Regions from separate parts of the Mus musculus genome. Here region 1 is linked to region 2. The links are chromatin contacts, called in public HiChIP or PLAC-seq maps. All regions are on one chromosome and are shown on one strand. Each heading gives the region's core, a stretch centred on a gene start, on an enhancer-like site or on the middle of the called end of the contact. The rest is flanking DNA. Distances are from core to core; before and after follow the strand shown.

Region 1 (3,628 bases), core at 722-3,221, 43 kb after region 2:
GAGGAGAGAGAGGAGAGACATGGAAAAGGTTGGAGGGGAGAAATAGAAGAGGAAAGTGATGTAATTATATTTTTATTTAAGTTTTTTATTAAAAATAAAACTTTTAGCACATTATAACCAAAGGCCAGCAGGAAGAGTTGACCAGGAGGGCCAGTGGCCCTGGACTTACACCTGTCAATAGTCTCACAGGTGGACTTTGAGTTGTTATTTCCAGTGAGGTCAGTGGACAATCACAGGGCTATTTCAGCAAGGCTGGAGAGGTAAGGTCCCCAAAGCTTCTAGCTGTGCCTTATTCCTTCCCCACATAGAATCGACCAGAGTTTCTTCTCAAAGAGAAAACATTTTTGTGTATATAAAAAGCATTACTTCTTTAAAGGAAATGTTTCAAATAACATTTTTTTTGAGGCAGGTAAGAGGTTGGAACTCACTTTGTAGACTCAGCTGACTTGAACCCACAGAGATCTGTCTACCCTTGCCTTCTGAGCGCTGGGATTAAAGGTTGTGTGCCACCATGACTGGCAACAACTTTTAAAGACTATTTCCTTTTTAAGTGTGTCTAGGTGTGTGTCTGCATGTGGGCGTGGGCATGTGAATACAGGCACCAGATAAGGCCAGAGGTGTTAGATCCACTGGAACTGGAGTTACAGAGGACTGAGCTGCTGGACGAGTACTGGAAACCAAACTCAGGGCCTCTAGAAGAATAGCAAGTGCTCTGGACCTAGCTTTCCAGCCTCTCAGATACCACAACTTTTTTTTTTTTTCCAGCCAGGGGGTAGTGCAGAGTTAGGTGGATATGAGTTTGAGGCTAGCCTGGTCTACAGAGTTAGTTCCAGGACAACCAAGGTCACATAGAGAACCCTATCTAGAAAAACAACAAAAAATATATTTATGTTCATGAGCTCTCTGCATGTCAGAAGATGACATCAGATCCCATATTAGATAAATTGTGAGCTGCCATGTAGTTGCTGGGAATTGAACTTAAGACCTCTGTAAGTGTTCTTAACTGTCTAGTATTTTTTTTTTTCTAGCTACAAACAACACAGCTTCTCCAATGCCAACATTTGGCATTTTTTTCTTTCTTTCTCTCAGATAAATAAACTGTAGCTGTTTTCAGACACACCAGAAGAGGGCATCCGAACTCATTACAGATGGTTGTGAGGCACCATGTGGTTGCTGGGATTTGAACTCAGGACCTTCAGAATAGCAGTCCGTGCTCTTAACCGCTGAGCCATCTCTCCAGCCCCCATTTGGCATTCTCTAAGTGTGCTACTTGCCTTGAGGGAAACAGTAGCACAGGCCTGCTTCTAGCCCCATATACATAGGAGTTACTCAAGATTGAGCAGGCTAGCCAGGCTCAAAACTTTGTCATGTTTATCAGGGGGCAAATTCTGTATCTGCTGGCTATTATTCAGGCAAGATGTAGCTTAATTACCCTGGGATGGCCCTGCAGTCAGTCCTACCTGCTCTGCTTTCTCAGCCTATTCTTTGTTCTCAATTGTGACCTCACATTGTTCCATATGAGCCCCTTCCCGGACCCTTTCCCTTCTGGACTCTTCCCTGTAATAGAGCTAGGGATATTGTGCTGACAGCAGAGATGGGTCGTGGGTATTGAGTACAACACTTATTGACCAGGGATGGATATCAGTCTAATTGAGTGGTCCCAGTTTTTCATGGCCAAACTGACTCAGTATCCTCTATCCTGTGGCGGCCACTAGATCAGGAACAGGAACAAGGGAAACCGAAGACTGGAAATTAAGCAGAACAGAAGAGCAGAGAGCCTTGGAAGTGGGAGGCAGAAGAGTTAAATGATGCTATCTTTCTTTCTATGGAGAAAAGGAGACAAGACCTGATCCTTACAGGAAGCTTGCCAGACTAGGTCTGAGTGATGAGGTGGCCTTGCCTCACCCCACCCCCAGCTGCCTTCCTCACAATGGGGCTCATTGCTGAGGTGTCAGAGGGCATCCTAGGGAGGGCGAGGCAGGGGCCTGCTTGCCAGATACCTGCAGGGCTCCGGTCCCTTCAAGCATGAACCTTACCATCTGGGCTCCAGCACTCCCACTGTGCTCTTAGTTCTCTGTGAGGCCTAGGGCCCTGGAGGACTTCTTGGGGTTCCTCCAGCAACCATCATGCAGGGTGGTGCTGGGGACCGCTCTCTTGCTCGGAGGTGGAGGCCTCATGCTGTGGGCTCACAGGAAGAAAAGGAAGGCAGCCACTGAGACTACAGAAGACAAGCCTCTGGAATCCCACCGAGCAAATGACAGCTGGATCAAATCTCACTTCAGCCGCCTATCCGAGGAGAGGTTGCCCACCTACCGCTATGTCAGCAACAATGGCCACTCACCTGAAAGCAGGCATGGGGAAGTCAATACCACCCTCCACGTGGATACCCTCACCACCAAACACGGAGAAAGGGGCGCGGCTCTGCACCGAGATTCGTTTGCCAGCAAACAGAAGATATCTGGAAGCTCAATGACCAAAGAGATGCAGAGGGAGTCAGGGAAGTCCCCGTCCATGGAGGATGACACCTGGGCTGCTGTGGCAGCTTGTACGAAGGAGATTGATGCCAAGGGGCATCGCGTGGCTAACTCCATGCTGCAGCGCTCCACAACTCACCGTCGTAAAGGCCATGCAGAATCCAGGAACATCAGCCCAGAAGAGCTGAAGGCTCTGGAGGAGGTGGAGATAAAACTGAAAGGGAATTTCCTAACTCACCATGAAACTGGAGTAGCTGGGGCCAACCAATCGCACACAGTCTATAGCCAGAGTCGCCATAGTAACCAAAGCCACCATTCCTATCCAAGCCACCAGAGCAACCAGAGTCATCCCGTTTACTCCAGCTACCAGGGTCATCATCCAAGTCACTTGAGCCCCCAGAGTTATCCAAGTTACTCAAGTCACCAGAGTCATCCGGGCCACTCCAACCACCAGGGTCATTCAGGCCTCTCAAGCCACCAGACTCATCTGGGCCACTCCAACCACCAGGGTCATCCAGGTCACTCGAGTCACCAGAGTCACCAGGGTCAGCCAGGTCACCCAAGCCACCAGAGCCATAATCTGCCCAACCGCAGAAACCCAATCTATGGCTCTTGAAACCATGTGTCCCTGCCCCCCACAGGGCTGGCTCTCATACATAGGCCTGTTTTCTCTTCTATGGGGAAACCTACGCGGTCAGGGTAAGAGACTGCCAACCAAATTCCTGCTGCTTCTGGCCCCAGCAGAGGTCATGAGGGAAGGAGGAAAGGACGCAGCTTCAACAGCCCAAAGGCCCTGATGACCCACGAGAGAAGACAGGAGGCAGATTACAGGAGCAACCACAAGCCCCACACTGACTCCACATGCCTGAATGGAGCCAATAAAGCCCTGCACACCCTCACTCTGTGTCCAGGGGCTCTGTAGTCAACTGACATCTGGGCAGGGTTGGAAGAGAGGGTATGTCCCCAGCAGTGCTGCAAGTGGGCCTTGTCTGGGGCCCTTTCCATTGCATCAGACTTAGCATCAGAACAGCCTCCCCTGGTCTGGGTTAGGGTACTGCCAGAGACCCCAATCCAATCTGCCTACTGTTGCCAAGAAGTAGGATATAGCCAGATGCTTGGGAAGAGGAACCAGGGACAGGCTTTCAGACAGGTGG
Region 2 (3,791 bases), core at 488-2,987:
CTTCTGATGAAGCATCCCTGAGCTAACAGGCCCCTCTAGCTGCCTTAGCATCTCTTGTCTGCCTACCTAAAGGATCTAGAGACCTTGGGATTCAGCTTCCTTGACACATCGTACTTCCAGGTACTGCTTCCCTCCTGGTTCCTCTGCCACTGACATCTCATTTCAGAGCATCTGTTTGTGCTGGGCACTTTAGCATCAGAGCCTCAGTCAGACACACTGCACTCAGCCTGCTGGCCCAGACCGCCTTGACCCTCAAGGACAGGCCTGACGGTGGCAAGACAAGGAATGAGAGGATGACACTTGGGAACAATAAAAGGAAACGGTCATTTCTGGAATCCCATGCAGGCACAGGCATGTTCTGTGCTTTCTCTAACACCGACAAGCTTTTGCCCAGCTATTGGCTGTTGGCATCTTTATTTACCTATCAGAAGTAACTTGGGGCAGGGTCACTCAGCATCTTACCTGTAGACTCTCTCATTTCTGGGGCAACCAGTCTTAGGGGCCCAATATTAACATTAAAATATAAATAACATTAGGCCAACTCACTATATTTTAGGGTGTTTTTAGAAATGTGTCTATGTCTATGAGTGTGTACTGCGTGTGTGTGTGTGTGTGTGTGTCTGTGTGTGTCTGTGTGTGTGTGTGTGTGTCTGTGTGTGTGTCTGTGTGTGTGTGCGTGTGCGTGTGTGTGTGTGTACCTGTAGAGGCCAGTGTGTGTGTGTCTGTGTGTCTGTGTGTCTGTGTGTACCTGTAGAGGCCAGAAGAGTGCATTGGATTCCTTGGAGCTGGGGTTCCAGAAGCTGCCTGACTTGCTGCTGGGTCTTCAGGAAGAGGTGGCCTGCACTCTTTAACCACCGAGCCGTCTCTCCAGCCTCTGCCTTACAGGCATTGGAAAGTTGTGGAAGGGAATGTTTTTGAGCAAATGAGTGAGATATCACTAAAGTAAGGAAGATGGGTTAGAACAAGAAGAGAGCCTCTTATTTGGCCCAGCTTATCTGCAAAGCTACTTAGCCCCACTTAGTTCCTTAGCCTCAGGTCCTGTTGCTGTAGCGTGACCTGTTCCTGGAAGCCATCCTTTCATTCGGAACCTAAGAAAGGTGCTTCCTGAGTCTTTTGTCCTAACAGTGGAGGGAACAGGAGCTGCCCTCTGACCCCTGTTGGACCTGAACACTACTGCACTTGTGGGCACTACTGGTAGAATGGAAATTCAGAGGTCTTTCTGGAAAGCAGTTTGGCAAAAGGACCAAGAGCCCTAAAAATATCCTGCCTCTTTGACCTAGAAATTCCCCAGTGAGGATTTTATCACAGGGACCAAGCTGAAATGTGCCCAAAGCTTTATGTGCGAAGACTTTCATCACAGTGTAGGAAATTAGAAACATGCTGGGGAGAACTTAGTGGTTGGGTATGTGCCTGCCCTTGGTAAGAGCTCCAGCCTTGGTTTTAGAAACAGAGTTACCTAATATGCAATTCAAGCCCCTCCCAGATCCAGTCCCTCCATCTCCATCTCCATCTCCATGCAGACTGCCTGCTGCAGAGACCTCAGTACACTGCTAGGCCAGACAGGTTCCTTGTCCATCACAGCAGCTCAGAACCCTGACAATCATACCCTCTACTGGGGCCCAGACTGAGAGATGGGAGCACGTCCTCTTCTGCTTTACCTCCTCTAAGGCCATCCATCTCTGTTCTCTGCGCTTGTAACTTGATCTTTCACTGTCCTTTTGTGTTTGTCTCCCTGACTGGCTCTGACCTTGAAAGTGTTTTACTCTGTCCACAGTCACAGGCCTAGGGCTTCGTGCGTGTTGTGACTGAGTGGATGGATGGATGAATGAGTCGAGGATTCTGTCTGGCTTTGAAGAATCACATTTGGTATAGTGCCTAGCACGTAGCGTGGTGAGCACCGAGTAATTGCTTCCTGAGTGAGTCTGGAATAAAGACAGCAGGACTTTTTATTTTATTTAGATTTCACGTGCTTCCTGAGTCACTAGCAGGCACAACCAAGCATTTGGGCATCTGGATTTGCATTGAGCCGCCATAGGTGAATATGACTAGCAGCAGGCGGTTGGGAGTCACTGAGCTGGGGGCTGGCTTCAGAGTGAGGCTGTTACAACACCACAAGCTTCAGTTATGCACACTGTGTGATCCCAGTGAACTGAGAAGAAAAAGAAAATACCTCAGTGTGGTTTTGCTAGTTATTTTTAGGCAATAGAATACAGGTGACTTACATTTTTCTCTTTTTATGTTTCTCTTAGGTAATTTCTCTATGTGTGGCGTATGTCATTTTAAAAAAATTTCTAAAAAATGAGGAAGGTGTTTGGGTGAGGGCTCCTATTTAGTACTGCAGGGGCTGGACTATGTTTCTGCAACTTGTGCCGGTTCTGGGGCTGGTCCCAGGCATATATAACCTAGCCTACAAGCTGATCCTCTGATAAATCAAGTAATTGCCTCATGATCTGAGAAGAATAGAGATAGCTCCTAGGTTGAGAGCAGATTGCCTGTGGCTTGAGGGTCCAAAAGGAAGAAAGGGGCACGAGTGCTGTGACAGACCCTGGGGTGAAGGGGTTTTCCTTAAAAATTTGCCAGTGATGGGGCTGGAGAGATGGCCCACCAGTTAAGTGCATTGGCTGCTCTTATACAGGGTCGAGGTTTGATCCCAACATCCACCTGGTGGCTCACAACCATCTGTAACTCCAATTTGATGGCCACAGGCATCAGACACATACATGATGCACACATACATACGTTCAGGCAAAACACCAGTATACAGAAACATAAAGGAAAAAAAAAGACCTAAATAATTCACCAGTGAAAAAGCCTTCACTGAGGCTGGCCTGGAGTACATTGTTGGGGGAACCTAGGGCTACATGTGAGCCTAGACAGCAGAGATTGTGACACTGGGGTCTAGGTAGTTGGCTGGCTTAGCAGGCAGTTTGAAGGTCAGCCGAGTGGGACGCCATTATTAGAAAGGTAAGACAGCTGAGAGAGACTGACTGGCTTGCAGAAAGCCACCACCTGGGGGGAGCCAAGGTGTTCTCATCTTTGCTTCAGAGCAAACCAAGCAGGTGAAGCTGTCTGCTGTGGGGATGTGCTGGCTTGTTTTGTTATCTAATGCCACCCAGCTCAGAGTCTCTTCTGCATTCTCCCCTAATGTGTTTGTGTTCTCTCTTTTAAAGTCCGGCTCATCTTTGCTCTTGCCTCCTTCTCCAGCTTTCTGCCCTTGCTTTTGGAGGGGCAAGATGGAGCCTTGCACATCTTTGAGGTCTTCATGTGACCATGTCGTTCCATGGTTAGGTTAGAGTTCACTGAGGGAGGCGTGCTTTGCATTTATCCACTTTCCCAGCTGGAAATGTCAAGGCTCAGTGCAGCCCTCTCTGGCTTTGTGACTGGTGCCTGCCCTGTGCTTCCCTGGGTCACCAAGGCGACGAAATGTTCACTTGCAAGCAAATAGCATCCCTGGTCAGGGCTGCCAGCCTTAGCTTTCCTTGCCTTCTAGCTGAGCTGAAACCAAGAGGATGCCTTTCCCACTGCTCTGAGATGTGCCCACAGGGCTCTCAGTCTTTGGTGGCAATACTGAAAACAGATAGCTAGCTCCTGCTGCCTGGCATTGTTGGCACTGCCTCCTCCTCCTCCTCCTCTTCACCTCACTCTGGAGCCTATCTAGCATCTATGGCAGGGAGTAGGTTTGGGACAGGTGCTCTTCTAGTGTACAAATAGCAGCTACAACCTGTCTGCAGGGGCACCATCTTCTTGGGCTGCTTCCTCCTGGGGGCCTCTTTTTTCTCCTGGGTTTGATA

The links. HiChIP or PLAC-seq counts read pairs in DNA pulled down with a chosen protein or histone mark.
Region 1: an H3K27ac HiChIP or PLAC-seq map of embryonic stem cells shows a contact between it and region 2, with 7 read pairs. The contact joins the promoter of 4933411K16Rik here to the enhancer-like site in region 2. A contact is called at or near these places in 2 of 39 promoter capture datasets (cranial neural crest and pre-B cells), 1 of 15 datasets of contacts at CTCF or cohesin (the NIH/3T3 cell line), 1 of 115 datasets of contacts at active chromatin or transcription factors (embryonic stem cells) and 3 of 9 other capture datasets (adipose tissue, liver and pancreatic islet).

Annotation. Positions count from the first base shown.
Region 1 is chr19:42,050,257-42,053,884 of GRCm38.p6, forward strand. It overlaps 4933411K16Rik (RIKEN cDNA 4933411K16 gene), which reads left to right and starts at 1,972. Exons shown (of 1, transcript NM_025752.2): 1 at 1,972-3,372. The coding sequence starts at 2,176. The coding sequence ends at 3,090. The region is part of intron 1 of Hoga1 (4-hydroxy-2-oxoglutarate aldolase 1); the gene reads left to right.
Region 2 is chr19:42,007,259-42,011,049 of GRCm38.p6, forward strand. The region is part of intron 1 of Ubtd1 (ubiquitin domain containing 1); the gene reads left to right. Among named protein-coding and RNA genes, the nearest start is that of Ankrd2, 27 kb to the right of the region's middle. Within about 2 kb of position 1,738, at least 57 of the 459 cell types and tissues checked have an H3K27ac peak or open chromatin away from gene starts, as enhancers often do. A contact at or near this core is called in the NIH/3T3 cell line and embryonic stem cells, where this site is marked.